2 separate regions of the Ovis aries genome follow, and region 2 is linked to region 1. Evidence: chromatin contacts called from public Hi-C data. All regions are on one chromosome and are shown on one strand. Each heading gives the region's core, a stretch centred on a gene start, on an enhancer-like site or on the middle of the called end of the contact. The rest is flanking DNA. Distances are from core to core; before and after follow the strand shown.

Region 1 (4,801 bases), core at 1,180-3,679:
AGATTTGATAAAGAATTTTCCCCTCCTAAATGCTAGTTCTTGAGGAGACACAGATTTGGTTTTTATTGTTGGTAATTCTTATCAGTCTTTTATTTATTTATTTTCTCAATTATTGGGCCTCAAGGCATGTGGGATCTTAGTTCCTTGACCAGGGTTCGACCTCTTGTTCCCTGTACTCGCAGCACGGAGTCCTCACCACTGGACCACCAGGGACATCTCGGGAGACATAGATTTTTAATCAGAAGAAGGTGGAGAAATAGATGGCGATTTATCCAGCTGAGGGGACTCCTGAGTACCTATGAGTGCTGTTTTGTAGAGATTGATGACATTGTTCTTCTTTTTTTAAAATAGAAGATTGCAAGTCTTTTAAAAGATATTTGTTTATTTATTCCGCTTCGTCAGATCTTGGTTGTGGCATTCAGGATCTTCTCTGCAGTGCATATTATTTAACACATATATATGGAATTTAGAAAGATGGCAATGACGACCCTGTATACAGGACAGCAAAGGAGACACAGATGTGTATAACGGACTTTTGGACTGAGAGGGAGAGGGAGAGGGTGGGATGATTTGGGAGAATGGCATTGTAACAGTATACTATCATGTAAGAATCGAATCGCCAGTCTATGTCCGACGCAGGATACAGCATGCTTGGGGCTGGTGCATGGGGATGACCCAGAGAGATGTTATGGGGAGGGAGGTGGGAGGGGGGTTCAAGTTTGGGAACGCATGTACACCCGTGGTGGATTCATGTCAATGTATGGCAAAACCAATACAGTATTGTAAAGTAAAATAAAGTAAAAATAAAAATTAAAAAAATTGCACTTAGCTTCAAATCTAATATGTGTTCCTTCCACTCATAGAGACCCTTTGCTATCCTTCATTTAAAGAAATTTCTTCAAACGAAATTCAAGAAAAAGCAAGATGGGAAAGGAGAGCATTTTCCCCTGAGAAAACTGGGCATGAGCTAAGGCAGAGATGCAGGAGCTAAGAGGGGACGTGTGTACATGTGAGCAAGTGTCTGATCCGAAGGGAGCTCAATTTTGGAAGGAGAACTACAGCGCGTTCTACAGAGGTGAGGGCGGAGGGTATGTAATTCCTTCAAAGAGAAATGGCAGTTGGCCCGCCTGCAGACGTCTCTTGGTTTTTATTTCCAGCCACTAGAGGGCAGCACTAGCCCAGAACAGTTTGGTTGCTTTGGGCGGAGAGTCTGAGGGGGTGAGACCCACCCAGGCAGCTCTCCGGCCAGGACCTGCCTGGTTCTCAGCTTTCCTGGAGCTCCCCCACCTCACAGCTCAGGCCGCTCAATCCCCACTCTCATTCCAAGTTCTGAGACGAATCTTGACAAATGTGGTTTTCATCACTGAAGCTTTTGCCTTTTGTCCTTGGCCCCAGGTTTTCACTTGTACCCCAATTCTCACCATCCCCTTGTACCTCCTAACTGCTACTTACTTAAAGAAAAGAAAAGAAAAAACCCTTCCTGGGTCTCTAGATCTCAGTCTCCTCTCTTCCTTGCGTCCCCCTGCCTCACACCCTGGGGACAGAATTTCCTGACTATGCAGAGACTGGCATCTGCTGCTGACGTCTCTGATAAAGATGCTGCCTTTGCCCACAGTGGTAGGTCCTGTCTGAAGTCTGTCCTGGCCCATGTGCTGGGGCTGTCTCTTCAGTTCCTGCCCCTCCTAAACTTCCCCCCGACTTCTGCAGTTAAGCCTCTTGACCAGCAATATCAGGAGGAAAGGCAGCCGCGCCTGTAGCCCTTCCGTGGTGCAGCATGGTTTAGGATGGAGCCCACAAGCCTTAAGGTGAGAGGTGCCTGGCTCTTCTCCAGGCTTCTTCTCCTACCTCCCCTCTCCCCGTCCTTTTGGGCACACCCTTTGCCCTAGTCATCCCCTTGCTTGCCTGTGTGCTCAGTCTGACTCTTTGAGACCCCAGGGACTATAGCCGCCAGGCTCCTCTGTCCACGGGATTCTTCAGGCGATAATACTGGAGTGGGTTGCCATGTCCTTCTCCAGGGGATCTTCCTGACCCAGGGGTTGAACCTGCGTCTCCTGCACTGGCAGACTGATCCTTTACTGCCGAGGCACTGAGGAAGCCTGTCATTCCTACATGGGTTCTTCTTGCTGGTGTTTTGAAGTCCCTCATAAGCTTTTTCTTCTTTCTAGAACAACCTTCTCCTACATGAGCCTGGCTTACTCCTCTGCTTGATTTAAGGCTCAGCTCAAGCTGTGTGTCCAAGGGGAAGCCCTCCCTGATGCCTGACTTGGGGTAGGAGTCGTCTCCTGGGCATCTCCGTATCCTGTTCTGCCCACTGTTGCAACTCTGATTCAGTGCTTTGCTGAATTACACAGCCCCTACAAAGCCGCCTGAAGCTGGGGTTCCCCCCACAGTGTGTGTCTGCTGGACAGGGACTGTGACTCATGCCTTCTGTGTTCCTACTGCCTGGACAACACAGCCTGTCTTTGTGCATGAACACTGACTGTTCAATGAATCATGAGTCAAGGGTATCTGAATGATATACTTAAGCATTTTCCTCAGTACGTTCCAAGAAATTCTATTTCCACTGAATGATAGATATTAGTAGACTAAGGTTTTCATAGAAAATCAATTTGGAGAAATGCTAGATTAAAGTAAAACAGATGTCTTTTTTGAAGTATTTTCCACAGTTTCAAGTATGCAGCATGTATTACTGTCTTAAGGAGCCTCTGATTTTGTTGGGCTGTCTGGCACATCCTTTGGGAAACTCTGTTGTAATTCCTATACCCACTCTCACATGAAACACAGGGGGAGAGAGAAATGTGGCTGCTTCTGTGGGAATAAGGCCGCCATGGCCCCGGGGACACACCTCTTGACGGTATGTTTAACTACATCTGATGTTGTTTAGTCACTGTTGTGTCCAACACTTTTCAACCCCGTGGACTGTGTAGCCGGCCAGCCTCCTCTGTCTGTGGGATTTCCCAGGCAACAATACTGGAGTGGGTTGCCATCTCTTTCTCCAGCGGATTTTCCCAACCCAGGGATCAGACTCATGTCCCCTGTATTGGCAGGTGGATTCTTTACCGCTGAGCCACCAGGGAAGCCCGCGCATCATGTTTACTGTCTTCTCGCACTAGTAATGCTGCTGCTAGGTCGCTTCAGTCGGGTCCGACTCTGTGCCACCCCAGAGACGGCAGCCCACCAGGCTCCCCAGTCCCTGGGATTCTCCAGGCAAGAACACCGGAGTGGGTTGCCATTTCCTTCTCCAGTGCATGAAAGTGAAAAGTGAAAGGGAAGTCGCTCAGTCGTGTCCGACTCTTAGAGACCCCATGGACTGCAGCCTTCCAGGCCCCTCCATCCATGGGGTTTTCCAGGCAAGAGTACTGGAGTGGGGTGCCATTGCTATTACTAGTGTTTCATAATCCTCAAGAGCTAATGATTTTGAACTGTGGTGCTGGAAAAGACTCTCGAGAGTCCCTTGAACAGCAAGGAGCTCAAGCCAGCCAATCCTAAAAGAAATCAACCCTGAATATTCATTGAAAGGACTGATGCTGAAGCTGAAGCTCCAATACTTTGGCCACTTGATGTGAAGAGCTGACTCATTAGAATAGACCCTGATGCTGAGAAAGATTGAAGGCAGGAGGAGAAGGGGACGACAGAGGATGAGATGGTTGGATGGCATCACCGACTCAATGAACGTGAGTTTGAACAAACTCCAGGAGATGGTGAAGGACAGGGAAGCCTGGTGTGCTGTGGTCCATAGGGCTCAAAACGCTGGACACGACTGAGCAACTGAACAACAGCAAGCCATTGTCGAGCATGCGGTTCCACCAGCGGCATCAAGTTCCTTCACGGTGGTGTGCAAACACCACCACCACCATCCATCTCCAGAACTTGTCATCTTCCTAAACTCAGACCCTGTACCCATTAAACACTGACTCCAGTGCCTGGGGACCATCATCCTGCTTCCTGTCTCTGTGAACGTGACTACTCTGGTGGAATCATACAGTGTCTGTCCTTATGCGATTGGCTGATTTCACTTGGCAGAATGTCCTCATTTCATCCGTGTCTCAGAATTCCCTTCTTTTTAACGCTGAATAATATCCCAGTGTACACGCTGCATTTTGTTTGTCTGTTCCTCTGTTGGTGAACATCTGGGTGATTTCCGCCTTTTGGCGTCGTGAATAAGGCTGCTATGAACTCGGATGGGGGGCTTCCCTGGTGATTGAGTGGTAAAGCATCCGCCTGCCAGTGCAGGAGACTTGGATCTTCCCTGGGTTGGGAAGATCCCCTGGAGAAGGAAACGGTGGGCTACAGTCCTCGGGGTGGCAAAAGTGTCAAACATGCTGTAGTGACAAAACAGTGAGAACTTGGACGGACAGCCAGCTTTCATTTTACTTCAGTGGTGTAGGCCAGCATTATTTCTGGGAGGAGAAAGGGGATGTGGGGAAATCCCTTAATTGCACCACGTGAGTTCAGATGTCAGGAATCTAAGGTACTCGACTGCAAAGGGTTTTGTGGCTGTAACCTCATTCCAACAGATCCAAGAGGCAGGAAATAGAAGGTAAGTGTCCAAGGCAGATCTGAACTCATCTGGGGTGGATCTTGCAAGTTCAAGGGGAAGAATCAAGATGACCTTGGGGCTGTCTGCCTCTTCTCAAGGAGGATTCCTCTTGATTCTTCACAGAATCAAGAATGGGAGCTAGTGGGCAGGTGCCAGACTTCCTAAAGAGACCATGCTGTGAGTGGACAGACAGTTGATGAATCAGAAATGTGGGGGTCTCACTGGCTCCAGAATTCTTACACCCTGCAGTCTCCACCCACC
Region 2 (4,801 bases), core at 677-3,176, 160 kb before region 1:
GCACAAGTTATGACCATATAAGGAATGAGGTCAATCTTCTGGAACTGTGTGTGAAGGTATATATATATATCCATTCTCTGAAAGCCATTCCTAAAGGGAAGTGGCAAAAGTGTTTTCAGCTAAGACTTCATCATCAGAAAACACATCTTCCCCAAGGCTAATATAAATCCTGGTAGGTTTATTTTTGCTTCTGAATCTTTTTTGCTACTCTTTGCCAGAGTTATCAATTACTCATCTTTCTGGATGGTAGATGCATTGAATAGCTTTGGCTATTTCATAGCCAGTTTAAAGGCTTTTCCAATTTTATATCGAATGCTTGTTATAGTTTTTTATCCTCACTTGCTCAAAAAATAACGCGGGTGCTGTGAAGGGTCAAAGACCTTCAGTTACCAACTGGGTATAAGCCATCTGAGAGGCAGGAAGCTGTTACCAACAGTTCTGAGTGGGAGCGGATTTGCCTGTCTGGGTTCTTTTCCACAAACCTTAGAGTCACCCCCCTCAACCCCACTCCACTTTTAAGATGAAGCAAGTAAGCAAGTCTGTAAGCCTAAGTGAAGACAAAATGGACAAAGGAAAGGTTTTTCCCCTCCTCTCCTACTGGTATGGAACCCTTGGGGGGCTTGTTTGGATTAAACCATAATGGAGAAGATGGCAAACAACTCAGTGTGACCCTCCAGTACGTAGTGTAAAATAAGGTGGACTGGTGAGTACTACCTCGAAGCTCTCCTTCACACTTCAGCTACCAGTGTTTGCCAGCAGCTCTAGAAATGGCCCCCTTCCTGGGGCAGCAACTTCTAAAAGGCCACAGGAACTTCAGTTAAGGGCTGGGTTCAACCCACCCTAGGAAACCAAACCTAGAGGTTACCTGTCGAGTCACAGACTAGTCAGTAGCAGGGCTCAGATGCATGTCCTTGTCACTAACCCCCGGCACCTACAGAGGAAGTCTCGGCCAACTGTCAACAGGAGTGGACAGAGAAGTGATTCAGCAAAGGGGCCTCGGTGGCTCAGGATTGCTTTGCAACGGGCAGCAGTGAACTTCTTAGAAAACACCGCGGAGGGAGGAGGAGAAGGGAAAGAGGAATACAGATAAATTTATTAGTTAAATACTGATTTTACAGCCATTTCACCTTAAGACAACGTTAGCAGTTTTGTGGGTTAGGGAAGGGTATACAAGGGGTGGGGGGCGGCTTTCGTAAAAGAAAGCCGATGTAAATGATGATTAAAACAGATCTTGGGTTTAAAGATAACCCTGCTACCGCCGGGAGGATTGCGGGGCGGGGGCTGGGTGTTTGTGGAGTAGCACAGAGGAAGGCCAGTCAGCTACACTCTGCGGGCAGCCAGGGCACGGAAGGCAGCGACTTCGCGAGCCCCGGGTCACGGGTAGAAGAGTAGAGACAGGAACGCGGAGAGGAGGCCGATTGCCGAACCCAGGGAGCGGCAGGCGCCCCCTCGCGCCCTTGTATCTTCTCTCATCGCTCGTCGTCTTTCTTCCATGAGTTGTGTTGTGTTTGTTTAAATATATATTGGAAAATCCCTAGCATTTTTGCCTCCTGGACAGACGCCTTCTGCTGGAGAAAGGACGCGGGTGCAGGCAGCGCGCGCCCCTCAGATGGACTCGGCCCGCGGCCCAGGCAACCCGTGTGTTTCCAGGGAACCACAGCGCATCCGCAAGTTCCAGGCCAACAACCCCGCCCCACGCAGCGCAGCCCCAGCCTGGTTGGGGGAGGCCGTCCACCAGACATCCTGTCCAGAAGGATCTCAAGTCTTAGATGACTGCTAGTCAAATTCGCTCCAGCAGCAGAACCTTTTTTGTTCTTAGGAACCCCCCTGAGCGTGATCGGGCGGAAGCAGGATTCGGGGACTAGTTCAAACTGCAGGCTGAGCAGAATCACCGAGAGCAGCGGAGGGGAGTTTCTTTGCAGAGGCCTCGAGGAGGGCGGGGGTGAAGAGAAGGAGCGATTTGAGCCGCGGAAGGAACTTGCAGGGAGTCGAGGTTGCCAGGTAGCGAGTTTGCGGAAGCCACTCTCCCCACGCAGCATCTGGTAACACTGGCCCTACACGCAGTGTTTCTGGAGTCAAGATTCAATATGAGGGATGCGGGCGCACTGAGCCCGAAGGGGAGTGTTGGCCGAGGGCAGGACCGGCCGCGGGGCGGTCCAACAACAGATGCCCGCTCTACCTGCCCTGGGATCCCCGGTGCCCGCAGCACCGTGGAAAGGCCACCAGCTTGGGTGCAGTGGTGGAAACAGGGGAGGACTTCTCGTCTCTTGTCGGGGGTGACGGGGCAGGAAAATGAGAAAAGTCTGCAGCTCCGTGGGAGGGGCTGAGGTGTGCTCCTAGTGAAGGGGGTGGTGGGCTCCTCCTGATCAGAGTCTGAGCTCTCCAGTCCCCCACCTTAAAAAGGTATGCGCTAAAATCCCCTAAGCAAATCATTGACTTCAAGTTTCTTCCCAGTTGTTGTCTGGAGTCATCCCAGACAGAGCAGGCCGGCACCCTGGAGCCCAGAGCCTCATCTCTGCTGTCCCCCGTGTCCCCAAGTCCGGGCAGGAATCCGAAGAGGGAAGGGGTGATATTATGCAGTGATTATGTCCCCATGACTGTCAGCCAAGGCCAGGCTGTTCCAAGGGTCCTGCTTGGAGCTGGCCTGTGGTGACTGGCTGACAGAGGACGCGTAGCCTTGCGGGGAGAGCTTCAGAGCGGAGAGGACCGGGTGGATGGAGGACCCATGGCCGGACATCGCGCTGACCGAGAACGTCTGAAAGTGAAAGGTATAAGATACTATCAGCGGGATCCTTCCTACCGCAGAGAAGAGCCCTGCTCTGTAGCTGTGCCCAGGCTGACTCCCACCCCAGGAAGGGGACCAGAGGACAGGGTCAAAAGACAAGGGCGGGAGAGGTACCATGCCGCACTGCTGGCCCCCTGACCCCTGAGGTATGAGAGGCAAGGGATCTTCCTGACTGACCAGCTGCTTCTGAGCACTGACCCAGTAACTTCTGGTTTCTCAGACGCCTTTGATGATCGCATCAGACATTTTCTATAATCTTAGCACCATCAATGTCTATTTTCCAAATAGAAGCCATTCCCCCCTGCCCAGAAGGGGCTCCTGGCTCTCTTGGCCCCACAGGACCAGTTTCTCTTCACTCTGACAGCAGAAAGCTCACTAGGACATGCTCACCTCAAGTACAGGAGGAGAAGAGATCAATTAATGGGAGACTATGACCAAGTTTGGAGGGATTCTGGTCCCAAATTGGGGAGCCACAGAGGGAAGAGGGTGGAGGAGTAGGGTTGCCATCATATCTGACAGAGGGACATGAGGGTCCCGCTGGCCCATCTCTGGACACGTGTGTGAAGCTGGACCTGCAGCCAGCTCTCATTACAATAGCATCCTGCCTGTGATCCCTCATCAACCCCAAGCCTCCCACCCTGCCCGCTGCAGCTTCCACAGGCCAGGAGGGACCTCATCCTACTGTTAAAATCTACCTACCGTCAAGGTCAAGCCACCCTCACTGAGGAGAAAGACTTGCTTAGAAAGCCCCATTCTGCTTCCCACAGCCTGGGATGGGTTTGCCACTTCCCCTAGCGAGCCCACAGTCTAATTCGGGTTGCAGTCATGCTGTGTGCCAGCCCGTCTTCACTGGCCCTGGCACAGGTGTTGCTGTTTAGTCACTAAGTCGTGTGTGACTCTTTGCAACTCCCTGGACAGGCTTCTCTGTCCACAGGATTTCCCAGGCAAGAGTACTGGAGTGGGTTGCCATTTCCTTCTCCAGGGGTTCTTCCCAACCCAGGGATCAAACCTGCGTCTTCAGCATTGGCAGGCGTGTTCTTTACCATTAAGCTACCAGGGAAGCGTGGCACAGAGTGTATCACGGTTGTGTTTCCAAATCGTTGTAGCTTGATCAGATATGCTGAAATATACCCCTGTGTGGACAGCCCCTTGCCTTGGCTGGGGGCCTGGCCACCTGGAGTCTACTTCCCCATGGGCAGTACCTGCGACAGGGAGCTGCTGGGCCCGTAGTGGGATGACAGCCCGGGCTCTGTTTTGATGGGGCGCATCTCCTCACTGCTGCTGGCGGCCACACTGCTGGAGCTGCTGGAAGCGCTGGTGGTGGGAGGGAGGCTCTCACTGCCTGAGGGACCTGGAACAAGGCAGAGTCAGGACACCCAGCCCAGGGCCCGGGACACATGGATGGTGGCCCTTGGAGCCAGCTGGGGCAGATCAGCGCTAATGGCTCTGTGTCACTTGCTGGGGAGAGAAGAAGCAGGGCCCTTCATCAGGCCAGGGTGGTCATTCTCATGATGAAGCAGGAGCAGCAGAATTTCAAGGGAACTTCTTCAGGTGACTGGCTCATCCCCCCTTATCCCAGATCCTTGGGGCCACATATGTCTCAGGATTCAAAACTTTTGGATTTTAAATGGGGCAAGACCTGTATATTATAGAATACCTGTGGCAGGGTCTGGGACAACACCCAGTAATTAAATACATTAATAGTTCTCCAGCAAAATGTGAATACTCACACATGGGATAAATAAAGATTATAAATAGCCTGTGTCAGTTCAGATTACGTCTTGCTGCCAAATCTAGCTCCCTAGGTTTGGAGTTTCTGATGGGGGATCGTACACCTGATCCTCCAGGACTCCACCATGTAAAGAGATGAAGTTCCCAGGGGAAGGTGCTGGGCATACACACAGTGTGCGAGGAGGGGGAAAGGCCGGGGACCAGCTATGAGACACTGCACGTTCTAATAATACGTGACTGCCAGAAGGGGCAAGCCACTGTGGAATCTGGAAAAGGAGCACTTCG

Evidence for each region. Hi-C and Micro-C count contacts between places; a contact is called where the count stands out from the background.
Region 2: a Hi-C map of mixed tissues shows a contact between it and region 1, with 3 times the contacts expected there. The contact joins two enhancer-like sites. A contact is called at or near these places in 2 of 16 Hi-C or Micro-C datasets (mixed tissues and omental adipose tissue).

What each region holds. Positions count from the first base shown.
Region 1 is chr2:105,366,754-105,371,554 of ARS-UI_Ramb_v3.0, reverse strand. No RefSeq gene overlaps it. Among named protein-coding and RNA genes, the nearest start is that of BLK, 69 kb to the right of the region's middle. Within about 2 kb of position 2,429, at least 5 of the 54 cell types and tissues checked have an H3K27ac peak or open chromatin away from gene starts, as enhancers often do.
Region 2 is chr2:105,526,251-105,531,051 of ARS-UI_Ramb_v3.0, reverse strand. GATA4 (GATA binding protein 4) reads right to left here. Exons shown (of 7, transcript XM_060411039.1): 6 at 3,988-4,136; 7 at 1,074-2,755. The coding sequence ends at 2,573. Among named protein-coding and RNA genes, the nearest start is that of NEIL2, 6.7 kb to the left of the region's middle. Within about 2 kb of position 1,926, at least 3 of the 54 cell types and tissues checked have an H3K27ac peak or open chromatin away from gene starts, as enhancers often do.